Linked DNA regions of Mus musculus: region 2 is linked to region 1. A link is a contact called in public Hi-C data. All regions are on one chromosome and are shown on one strand. The core of a region is the stretch at or near the end of the contact, and the rest is flanking DNA. Distances in the headings are between cores, read along the strand shown. Region 1 holds the start of Btg3 (BTG anti-proliferation factor 3). Region 2 holds the start of Chodl (chondrolectin).

Evidence for each region. A called contact is a pair of places that touch in the nucleus more often than the background predicts.
Region 2: a contact with region 1 is called in a Hi-C map of muscle stem cells, with 2.3 times the contacts expected there. The contact joins the promoter of Chodl here to the promoter of Btg3 in region 1. A contact is called at or near these places in 4 of 39 promoter capture datasets (the HPC-7 cell line, embryonic stem cells, hippocampal neurons and 1 more), 2 of 484 Hi-C or Micro-C datasets (forebrain and muscle stem cells) and 1 of 115 datasets of contacts at active chromatin or transcription factors (embryonic stem cells).

The regions. Positions count from the first base shown.
Region 1 is chr16:78,375,109-78,381,529 of GRCm38.p6, forward strand. Btg3 (BTG anti-proliferation factor 3) reads right to left here and starts at 1,702. Exons shown (of 5, transcript NM_009770.3): 1 at 1,493-1,702.
Region 2 is chr16:78,929,575-78,936,118 of GRCm38.p6, forward strand. Chodl (chondrolectin) reads left to right here and starts at 1,374. Exons shown (of 6, transcript NM_139134.4): 1 at 1,374-1,873. The coding sequence starts at 1,795.

The DNA.
Region 1 (6,421 bases), core at 452-2,951:
TGTCTAATGTGATTTTTACTCTGCGTGCAAATGCAAACGAGGGTCCTCAGAGTGAAGGAAATTCTATATAGTATCTGAGATTTGTCCTGGCAGCCCTACTCACTCGGATCCTAGACGGAAAACACCCAAACGTTCCTCTTGGATGCTTAGAATGCCTAATACACCCTCTACTGCTATGGTCAGCCGGTAGATAGAATCCTCACACACCAGTGGTGGGCACATAGAACTTCAGTCTACTACAACTGCTGTGCCACCTCCCTCCTCCTGCAGTGTGAGGCCTCTTCCGCTCTCCGAAGCTTCCTTTATACTTCATGTATAGCACCTTGTGATGGACCAGCAAAACCCACTGAAACTGAATACACAACTTGGGCGAGGATGTCGCAGATGGAGCCGCATACGCTCCACTCCAAACAAGATAGAAGACTCACACTAGAGAAATGTAATGATTCCTAGACCCCTCTCATTCACCAACTGGGCCAGTACGTGCTACCTAACAGTTTGGGGGATTTGCTTTTTGTTTCCTCAACTTCATATTAAAAAAAATAAATAAATAAAATAAAATTAAGGAAGGAAAGAACCACTTAGCGGTTGCTTTTTGGTTTGTAACAGAAGATGAGTCATACGGACTTATTTATTTTTCTGTTTGAAGGAATGGAATAGCTTAAGAATTAACCCCCTCTTATCAGTGTTCCAGAAGTACCAAAGGCACAGAGAAAGGTCTAAACCTCGGGGGAGGGTGTGTGGGGGGTGTGAATACCACCGGGGACCGGGGGTGGGGGATTAGACCTTAGGCGCCTAGTGCCACCCACACTGTCCCCCAAAGCTCCCATTTTAAACACCGCTTGGTGACGTCACCCCAGGACGTCGTCACCGCGGCGGCTGCTCCTCAAGTTCTACTTTGTTCCACGAGCTCGGCCTTCTAGGAGTTTCTAACTTTGCAGTCTCCCCACCCCCCACCCCCCCCAACCCCTCCCCAGTAACGAAAAAGCCACTCGCAGTTTCTAGAAACCACAACTTCTCCAGGTGGACGCTGCCGAGGTGGAGGGGACGGCAAGCGTGGTCGCGCCGAGAGGCCCTGACCGCCCCGGGCGGCTTTGGCCAGCGGGATCCAGATGCAGCCGGATCGGGCTCCCCTCCCAGCCCGGCGCGGGTGGAGAGAGCCCCCCACGCGCTCCGAGTGGACGGCCTGCGCGCCGCGTCTAACCTGTGCAAACAAACCGGCTTGCCCCTGCCCGCCCGCTGTCGCCTCCCCGGGGGCGGCAGGCGACGTGGCACGCGCCGGAGGAGGCGTCCCAACCCCACCGAGGACCCGCCGCCGCTCCCCTCCGCGCCGCGCATCCCTCGGCCGCTCCGCTTTCGACGTGGCGGCGGGCGCGTCCCAACCTCCCTCCGCCGCGATGCCCGGGGGTCCCCGCCGCGTCCCCTTATGCCAGGCCTGCCCTCCTCACTGCCACCGCGTCCCCGACTCCGACCCCCGGCGGGCTCTCCTCACCGCCGCCGCCGCCGCTCCGGGGGCTGCACCCTCGCCGGGTGCGACCGCGTCCCGTGGCCGGGGAGCCGAGCGCGAGCGCCGCTGCTGCGTCGTCGGGCCGCCGCCGCCGCCGCTGAGCGCGCGCCGACCAGACTGGCGGGCGGCGGAGCGCGCGGCCGACAGGGCGAACGCAGTCCCGACGCGGCCCACGGGGGGCTCGAGGCCCGGAAGAAGGGAGGGGCGATGACTAGGAGAGGCCCGGCGCCGCGAAGAACCAATCCGCGCGCCCTGGGGGCGGGGCTTCCCTCGGGCCCGCCCCCCTCCACCGGTGCGCGTGGCCGGCTCCTGCCTCCGGCCGCGCGCAGAGCCTGGGCTCCGACGGCCGTGCTGGCACGAGGTCGCAGTGCCTCCTGCGCGAGCCCCGAGGGCCTTGCCTCCCTCAGTGGGGTGGGCAGGACGCTTCCTCTTGGCTCTTCGGCCACTCCTCCCCACGCGGGGCTCTCTCCCTTGGATCCGCCCGCCTCTCTGCTGCCTGAGGGCAAGTTCAATCCGGATTCTGCTTTGATGGGCTCTCCCCCTCCTACCCACCTCTGCACGAAGCGGCTGCGGAGGGGAGCTTGGCACTGAGGGCTTGCCAAGTCCCTCCGGTCGTGAGGTCACTAGCTGCCTCCCTGTACGTGAGATGGCTTGGGTAAAACTCTTACCTGGACACTTGGCTGGCAGAGCTCGTGCCTCCATGTGACCGTGGCAGCCTCCTGTTGAGTACGGGGTGTCTCTGCCAGCACTGATGGCCCAATGGATGAGTGGAGTGGCCAGGCTTTGTATTTCTCAGATACTTCTAACTCAAGGACTTGGGGGGGAGGGGTAGCTTTTAAGCCTTGACTAAACACATAAGAAGAGGGAAGATAAACTTTCCGAAGAAAGGCCCATCTTTCCGTCCCTTAGGCTGAACTGGCAGCTAGGTGTTAGTGTTGTGAAAGCAGCTGATAAGTCAGACAGGCCGGAAAAACACAAGACACTCATTAAAAGAGAATTTAAAAATGCAGATTACCATTGTTTTTTTTTTCATTACTTATTTTCTTCATTTACATTTCCAATGCTACCCCATAAGTCCCCCAAACCCTCCCTCCCCCCACTCCCACTTCTTGGCCCTGGTGTTCCCCTGTACAGAGGCATATAAAGTTTGCAAGACTCTTTCTCTTTCCAGTGATGGCCGACTAGGTCATCTTCTGCTACATATGCAGCTAGAGACCAGCTGAGGGGTGGGGGGTGGGGGGCTCCTGGTTAGTTCATATTGTTCCACCTATAGGGTTGCAGATCCCTTTAGCTCCTTGGGTACTTTCTCTAGCTCCTCCATTGGGAGCCCTGTGATCCATCCAATAGCTGACTGTGAGCCTCCACTTCTGTGTTTGCTAGGCCGGGGCATAGCCTCGCAAGAGACAGCTATATCAGGGTCCTTTCAGCAACATCTTCCTAGTGTATGCAATGGTGTCTGCGTTTGGAGGCTGATTATGGGATGGATCCCCGGGTATGGCAGTCTCTAGATGGTCCATCCTTTCGTCTCAGCTCCAAACTTTGTCTCTGTAACTCCTTCCATGGGTGTTTTGGTCCCAATTCTAAGAAAGAGCAAAGTGTCCACACTTTCGTCTTCGTTCTTCTTGAGTTTCATGTGTTTTGCAAATTGTATCTTGTATCTTGGGTATTCTAAGTTTCTGGGCTAATATCCACTTATCAGTGAGTACATATCATGTGAGTTCTTTTGTGATTGGGTTACCTCACTCAGGATGATGCCCTCCAGGTCCATCCATTTGCCTAGGAATTTCATAAATTCATTCCAAGAACTAATTGTTAAAGCTTTATTTAGACTATGTTGGTGATTATAGCCTTGTGAGCCTCAAAAATAATAATTTTTTACCAGAAGTATAAAACCCTCAAACCATTATAAAACTAGTGTGCTATGCCTCTATTTTGTGAGAAGCACTTCTACTATTGTGAAACTAAAGCTATTTCTCAATTTAAAGGGGGTGCTGTCATATACATCCGTGGGACTATTCCCGGAGATGTGCTTTCGTTTAAAACAAATAATCACATTGACGTTGTTTTACTGCTAACAGCTCTTAACTCTACAGTTTCACAAAATAGGTAGTTACAAACATTTTTAACTGCCAGGAAATTTCAAAATCTCATGACTAATGTTCTATGTAATTTTTTTCTTTGTTTGCTTTTTTTGAGATAGGGTTTCTCTGTGTAGCCCTGGCTGTGCTGGAATTCACTCTGTAGATCAGTCTGGCTTCGAAACTCATTGAGATCTGCCTGCCTCTGCTTCTCAATGCTGGGATTAAAAGCGTGTGCTGCCACCACACTGTGATGGCTCAGTGAATTAAGATGGCTCGCATGCCCAGTTAGGATCCCTGTGATAATAATTAATCATTATTAATCTATGGTTATATATAACACTGTGGTTCAGACAACAGTACCATAGCTAAAAAAACTAAACCAAAGGTGAAAACCCCTGAAATCTCACACATTCAGTAAGACTGCACAAATCTGAAACACCTCTGCCCTCTCTCATTTACTTTGCTCCCACATTGTAACTCCTTTCACGCTTTGCAAAACTTGTCCATGGAGGCTGTCAAGATGGCTCCGTGGTTAAGAGCAATTTTCCCTTTCTGACAGGAGAGGTAGTTCTTTGGCTTCTTCAACAGGACTCACCTATTTTCCAATTCATGACAGAGTCTGAGTTCTCTCAGTGAGTTTAGCCTACAGGTACATATCATGCATGCATACATACATATAAAGAAAGAGGGGAGAGAGGAGCTTTAAGAATTGGTGTGAGTGGTTATGGCACATGGAAATCTCAAGATCTATAAGGCCATCATCATTCTGGAAGTCATCAATAATTGAAATTAGCATTTGAGTCTGAAATTTATATCTAAGATTTCTATTTTAAGGCCTTAAGGCACATTTTTATTTATTTTTTTATTAATTATTTTATTTGCATTTCACCTGTTGTCCCCCTTCCCATTCTTCCCTCCTCAAACCCCTTCCCTATTCTCCCTCCTCTTTGCCTCTAAGAGGGTGCTCCCCTGCCCACCCATCCACTCCTGGCTAACCCCTCCAGCATCCCTCTTAGATGGGGCAACAAACCTCTACAGGACCAAGGGCCTCTCCTCCCATCGATGCCCGATAAGGCCATCCTCTGTTGCATATACAGCTGGAGCCATGAGTCCCTCTGTGTGTATTCTTTGGTTAGTGGTTTAGTTCCTGGGAGCTCGGGGGGGGGGGGGGGGTGGGGGGGCTGCTTGGTTGACACTGTTGTTCTTCCTATGGGGTTGCAGTCCCCTTTCAGCTCCTTTGGTTCTCCTAACTCTTCCATTGGGGTCCCTGGGCTCATTACAGTGGTCGGCTGTGAGGATCTACATATGTCTTAGTCGGATGCTAGTAGAATCTATCAGGAAACAGGCTCCTGTATGCAAGCACTTTTTGACATTAGCAATAGTGATGGAGTTTGGTGTCTGTGGATGGAATGGATTCTAAGGTGGGGCGGTCTCTGGAGGCCTTTCCTTTGGTCTCTGCTCCATTTTTTGTCCCTGGGTTTCCTTTAGACAGGAACAATTATGGGTTAAAAGTTTTGAGATGGGTGGGTGGCCCCATCCCTTCACTGGAGCCATGTCTATCTACTAGAGGTGGTCTCTTCAGGTTCTATGTCCCCACTGTTGGGCATTTCGACCACTGGGTCCTGGGAGCTTCCCACATCCCTGGCTCTGAAACTTTCTAGTGGTTCCTCCCACCTCCGTTTTCCCCACCCCCACCCCACCCCTGCTACTTATTTCTATGAATTCTCCTGTACCTCTGGACTTCTCTCCTGTCTCTTCCCATACCTGGGCTTGCCCCTCCTCTTTTCCCTCCCTTCCCTCTCCCACCCAGTGCCCTCCCTCTGCTTCCTGTGATTATTTTGATCCCCTTTCTAAGTGGGATTGAAGCATCCATACTTTGGCCTTCCTTCTTGTTAAGCTTCATATGATTGGTGAGCTGTATTGTGCGTATTCTGGGCTTTTGGGCTAATATCCACTTATCACTGCATACATACCATGTATGTCCTTTTGGGTCTTTGTTATCTCACTCAGGATAATATTTTTCTAGTTCCATGCATTTGCATAAGAACTTCATGAGTTCATTATTTTTAATAGCTGTGTAAATGTACCACTTTTCTTAAAAAAGAAAAATTCATTCTTCTGTTGAGGGACATCTGGGATGTTCCCAGTTTCTGGCTATTATAAATAAGGCTTCTATGAACATAGTGGAGCATGTGTTCTTGTTATATGTTGGAGCATCTTCTGGGTATATGCCCAGGAGTGGTATAGCTGGGTCTTCAGGTAGAACTATTTACAATTTTCTGAGGAACCTCCAGATTGATTTCCAGAGTGGTTATACCAGCTTGCAATCCCACTAGGAGTGGAGGAGTGTTCCTCTTTCTCCACATCCTTGCCAGCATCTGCTGTCATTTGAGTTTCTGATTTTAGCCATTCTGATTGGTGTGAAGTAGAATCCCAGGGCCATTTTGCTTTGCATTTCCCTGATGACTAAAGGATGTTGAACATTTCTTTAAATACTTCTCCTCGGCCACTGGCGATTCCTCAGTTGAGAATTCTTTGTTTAGCTCTGTATCCCATTCTTAAATTGGGTTATTTGGTTCTCTGGAGTCTAACTTCTTGAGTTCTCTGTATATATTGGATATTAGTCCTCTATCGGATATAGGATTGGTAAAGATCTTCTCCTATGATGCTGGTGGCCGTTTTGTCCCCTTGACAGTGTCCTTTGCTTTACAGAAGCTTTTCTGTTTCATGAGGTCCAATTTGTCAATTGTTGATCTTAGAGCCTGAGTCATTGTTGTTCTGTTCTGGAAATTTTTCTCTGTGCCAATGAGTTCAAGGCTCTTCCCCACTTTCT
Region 2 (6,544 bases), core at 124-2,623, 550 kb after region 1:
GGCTAAGGAGACAGGTCATATGGATCATAAGATCTTGTTTCACTGTGAGACTCACCCATCAATGAATAAGATGGAAAGAAGGGAGATTCCTGAATGCACCTTTGGGCCTCAACACACACACACAGACACACACAGACACACACAGACACACAGACACACACACAGACACACACACACACACACATACACAAAATCACACACAAACACACACACACACAAAATCACACACATACAATCGCATACACACACAAACACACACACATACATACACACACATACACACACCCCCACAATCACATACTTGTACACATAAAAAACCTAATTAATTAATTATAAATTATAATGAAAAGCAACATAACAAAAAAACTTTCCTGTTTTACAGAAGCTGATCCTAAGAACATTTTCAGGTTTCCTATTATGGACTATGTGTAAACTGTCATTATGAGAACTCTCACGAACATCTCTGACTCCATAAAAATGGTAAGCCAGCCATTGGACTGTTACAGAAGAGTGGGTCAGGTTTGGAAAGGCACATACATATTCCTTAAAGTGAGACTTACTTTTTTGTTTGTTTATTTGTTTGTTTGTTTGGTTGGTTGGTTGGTTTTTTGAGACAGGGTTTCTCTGTATAGCCCTGGCTGTCCTGGAACTCACTTTGTAGACCAGGCTGGCTTACTTTTAATGGAATCCATAGACCACTGATGGATACGTTCAGAGAAATACACTCATTTTGCATTCGTGAAGTTCTCAACAATTCAGATTATTTATTTTGCCTGGACTTTCCCCCCTTGGAGTTGCAAACACTGAGACTGAAATTAGTCGGGGGGGGGGCTTGTTTCCAAGATTCTTTTCAAATTACTTCTATGGCAATTTAGTCAAGCAACCTGCTTGGAAATAATCTATTTGCAGAACCTAGGTGGGGAAAAAGCTGCCACATTATATAATTCACTGAGCAGGTTTTGGCTTCCACTCTGCCAATCCATCTTAAATAGTGGCTAGTGCCCCGCATCTCACCATACATATGATCAAGCAATTTAGCAGAAAAAGAGAAAGGCCCTGAAACTTGGCATCCTCGTGGACATTTATCTCCGAGAAAACCAAATGGAGCCAACTTTTGCCCGAGTTTAATAGCAAAGCTGTCACATTTTACACAAATGAGTATTGAAGTCTGTTGGCAAATGGGAAGGGGGTGGGGACCGGGAGTGGAGGAGGAGGGACTGCTGACTGGACTCTTTTCAAAGTGGCTCCGGCTTTTAGGGGAGGGGCCAGATGCTCCACTTGGCAGGAGGGACGAAGTAGTTAAAATGATTACTAGCTAGGGGTTGGAACCCCAGGCTCTGGGCATATATAAGAGAGTGCCGCCAGCGCAGAGCGGCTGTTGCTGCTGTTGCTGCTGCTGTTGCTGCTGTTGAAGCCACTACCAGGACACACCAGCTCAGTCCCTTAGAACACAGAGACCTGAGAAGGAAGGGAAGGCAGCTGCTTAGGTTTGCGTTAGAACTCCCGTTTCACCTTTCCAACAGATACAGACAGAGGAACTCATAACACTGTCCCCTGCTCCCAGACACGCCCACGGTGTCCTGCACTCCAGCCCAGTGCGGCACGGGGCAGCCTGGCAGAAGGTCCTCCCTAAAGGCGATGCTTACAGGCATCCTAGCTGCTGCGCTGGGAAGGAGGGAGTAGGACCCAGCAGGAAAGCAAGGAAGCTGCTGGTGAGAGCCACCGGCGGTGGCCGCGCTGCGGGAAGACCTCGTCTTTCCTTCACTGGACACCTGCTGCAGAAGGCTCGCCAGGATGATCCGCATCGCCTCACTCTTGCTGGGAGCTGCGCTGCTCTGTGCCCAGGGAGCCTTTGCCCGAAGGGTGGTCAGTGGTGAGTCAGAGCAGCATAAAACAAGGGACTTGGGATTCTGGGGCGGTATGGAGTACTCTGCACTAGGTTGGGGACTCCTTATAGACTTGGAAAACAGTACTTAGTAGGCGTCCAGAGAGAAGGTGGAAAACCTGTTATTCTTTCCTTTCACCTTCTCCCTGCATAACAGAAAAGTTTCCTTTTTTTTGGAGTGCCTTTTTCTATAGTTGGGGAGCAAGCTTAAGCTAAATATGGAACAGCTCTGTCTCTTCAGGGCAAGAGTCTCTAGTTTATTTGGAAGCAGGTGAGTGGAACACAGGCAGACAGGACTGGGGCACCTGTGAGAGGGGTGTGGTAGAGCCTGGTTGACCAAGCTTGGACATTGAGCAGCTGCTGTGGCATGAACGCCACCTCCTGTTGGTCTGGCTCTAGTCCAGCCAGGGTGCTCACAAGGATGGTTTCTGAGACCAGACCAGTCCAGATGTCTGAGTTTGCAGCCTTTGTTCTCAGGAGGACTGAAGAAGAACAGGGGAGAGCTACTGCCCTGTCGCCTTCGCTTTTGGACTTAATTTCAAAATTAGAACACTCAGGAAACACCTCTTGGAGCTGGGTGGAGGTTTGCTTTGAGATGTTTGTGGTGATGAATTTGGATTTGCTCAAACAACAGGTGCACAATTAAGTCTCTCAAATCAGTGAAAGGTCAAATTTGCAAAACTTCCTTGCTTTGTCTCTTGATTCCCGCTCCCATCCGCACACACAGCCCCGGTGCTCAATGTCATCCACACTGTATCCATCTTCTTCTCTTAGTTTGGGAAAAATCTTTTAAGGCTTTTCTGTGTTTGAGGCAAATGTGAACAGCACCGCACACGGCAGCTGGACAGTCACCCATCGAGAAAGCTCTTGCTATGCTCATCAAACTGTTGGAGTGCGTTTGTTGAATGTTGCTTCTAACATATAAGGCCAACGTGGTTCCTCTGAAAGCTTATCCATCTGTACAGTAGGTGTCACTGATAAAAAGGTTGATGACAGTAACTTAATGGGTTCGGAAAACAGACCTTTAGGATCTAGCATATTAAGGTTGCCTCCAATTTTCTCCTCAGCAGATATTTCACTCAGTCAGATACAATTCAGTCTCCTATAGCTATTTACAGGGTGTTCAAAGCCTATGAGTTAATGTCCCTTTTCTTCCTTATTTAGCAGAAGATAAAGAACTGCATGGAGATCTATCTGGTGGATCAAACTATTTCACGACCTTTGTTTGAGTTTTATATGCAAATAAAACGAATAGCAAAAAAAAATGTACTTTGAACTTATGACACTTTAAAAGCAAATAGAAGCATTTAACTAACTTAAATAATGATTCTTTGTTCTCTTCTTATTTAAATACATTAAAGTTTTGGGGATGGAGAGATATTCAAAGTAGAAAATAGAACTCAAGTGCTTTGTTGATGAAAAGTTTAATTTCCAATATAGTTCTACACAAATTATTCCAAATTTTTGGCTAGTTTTTTTTTTTTTTTTTTTTTTTTTTGGCAATTCATAGGCATCTTGAAGGTGGCATCTGGAAAATTTCTAAGTAACTGATCATGATTTATTTGATTTAGCATAAATAATGATGTTGACTTGAGATTAAAACAATTACTTAGATATGTCTTTCTTATGGATAATTTGATTTTTTCACATTGAAATTTATCCATCTATAAACTGATTTCTGAGTCATAGGATTTGATTAATTCTAGCTGTTATTGGCTGAGCAGAGAGCCGTCTAAAATCTGTTATTTTTGGAGCAATGTTTCCTAACATGTCCACTGTCTGCCTGTTGATATTTTTTCTGAATGGTGTAGCAACTATTTTATGCCACTAGGGACTGGTTACCAAGTCTGATGAGAATTGAGACAGCGTCTCTGCTTTCCACTATTTGGAACATACTTAGAACACATGGAAAATTATTTCTACTTATTACATTTTGGGACAAAAAGGTATAATTACTGTGCAATATCAAATAATCATGTACCCACCATGACCTCAAGAGACAGACACTGACAAACTAAATCTCTGGATATGTTTTTCATATTTCAAAAAAAAATCAACAAAATACATTATAATCCTTTAAGCACACCATTTTAAGGATAAAATATTTTAGGGATAAATACATTTTGAGCAGCTTCACTATCAGCTGATCTACAAAAGATTTAATAGTATCTGATGTAATAAGGCAGTACACAGACACTAATCGTTGTATTTACTGAATTTATGGTTCATGGGAAACTAATTTGAGGATTTGAATTGTATGGTGATTTCTTACTCCACACAGATGTGTGGAGAACATCTGTTGCATCTATTTAAACACTCGGTTCAGAAAGTCACTAGCTGCTGATATTTTTCTTATGACAACTTCTTAAGATTTTTCCGTATGGTATCATATGAAAAAGGGGGATTAAACTTTGAGGTCTCTAGTTTGGAAGACTATGTTTGGAAGCAAGTGACATTTTCAAAAGATTTGTTATTTTAACAAACTTTTTGTTTCTCTTTTAGAGTTGAGAGCACTGGTCTTCCACGCCCTCATGCTGTGATGTGGCATTACCATGTTTCAGGTGTCCCTTACATTTCTCGAGAACTCTCTTACACATGCAGCTTTAACTCTGCTACAGTGGAGATGCACTTTATTGTAAAGGCGGAGTGGAAGCAGACCGTTAGGAACAAGGGTATTAAGCCTTATACTGACGTCAGCAATTCATGCTCTTCAGAGAGTCAGACATCGTCTTTAAATGTACAATCTAACCAGCCACTCTCCACTAACTTTTCACAGCCTATGACTTTTAAGTCATTCTCCTCCATAATTTCATAGAGAATAAAGAACTCAACTATTCACTATAGAGAGAGATCTAGCTGGTGCAACCAATTATATGCAGCCCCCCGCTCTTTTATCGTGAAGAGACTGTAGAATATTGCATAAGTGATGAGCAGTAAGTAGCTTTAAAAAGTGCTTTAGTAGTAAGAAATATACAAATGAAACTGCAGAGCATATTCAAGCTCACAGAAAGATTCCATGACATCATCAAAGTCAAAAATGATGACAGTGCAAATTGCAAAGATGCAATTATTTTAAGTATCTCCTGGGCAAGAAGGGAGCAAATTAATCTTATTACTAGGCATTTAATAAACTACCCATTTATCATAGGCATTATTCCTTACTGGCTATTCATCATTATCTTACAGTGGCAATATCTATACATTAATGCTGGAAAAGCATCTATAATTAAAAAAAAAGGATTCTGAAAGGGGATATCCAGCTGATGCTTCCTTAGTTATTTTTACTGTTTAAAACTCTCTTCTTCAATGAGAGGAGAGGACCTTGGTCCTGTGAAGGCTCTGTGCCCTAGTATAGGGGAATGTCAGGGCCAGGAGTGCGAGGGTTGGGGAGCAGGGGGAGGGTGTAGGGTGTAGGGGATTTTCAGAGAGGAAACTAGGAAAGGGCATTTGAATTGTAAATGAAGAAAATATCTGATTAAAAAAAGAAATATCAGAAGAGAACTTTCAAAAAAAAAACCTCTCTTCTTCTGTGTTAGATCTTCAGTTCATATACATGTGCAATCATTTAGACAACTGTAAAGTGAAGTTTTAAAAATCTGTTGGAATGTACACCACAATAATCTGAATACAGTGACCATTTTTATATTTGATACAACATTCAACTTAGGCCTTAATTGTCATATTGATAAAATAAAATAAAATGACATCATATATATGTGATGTTTTATCTGCTATTTTATAAATATATATATATGTATGTATATATATATATATATATACACACACACACATACATAGATAGATAGATAGATTTGTCCTTAAATTAACTTTGATCTAATTATTCAACATGAAATATTCACACTCAGAAATAAGTTCCCAGTGCACAATCCTGTGCTCATACCAGCAATCAATAACTTTCCAATGGCTATATTAGATCAATGTATCTAACACAGAAGAGACACATGACATGCAGCAAAACCCTTTATTAATAAAGTGTCTTAACTGTCTATTGCTTCAGACACATGTGGAGAAGCATAGATCCAGAGCTCCCAGAGACTAAACCACCAATCAAAGAGTTCCCATGGCTCCATCTGCATATCTAGCAGAGGATGGCCTTATCAATGGGAGGGGAGGCCATTGGTCCTGTGGAGTCTCGATGCCCCAGTGTAGGGAAATGCAAGGGCAGTGAGGCAGGAGTGGGTGGGTGGGTGGGGGAAGCACACTCATAGAAGTAGGTGGAGGGGATATTGGATAGGGGGGTTGCAGAGGGGAAGCCGGGAAAGGGGATAACATTTGAAATGTAAATAAATAAAATATCCAATAAAAAAAGAAAGAAAATGGGTAACAGAAAGTAAACTTGGTTTCAAACACGAGTTTGCAATTATAAGCTGCGTGTGGACAAATTATTCAACACTCTCTATGCCCCTCTTCCTTATTTTAGAGATGGCATGAGAAAAACTACATCACACAGTGGCTGGGAAGATTGAAAGCCTTTTAGTACAGTCTGTGTCTTGTGAATGTGGAGAGGGAAGGAGGAAGGGCTTAGCTTGGTAAGCCCTGTGTCTAGAGTTGAACCTTCTAGGGGCAAAGTTACCTTCTCTAGTCGAATAGTTTATCAGAAGGACCTCTTAGTTGTGTATCAACAGATTTGATTTTCCT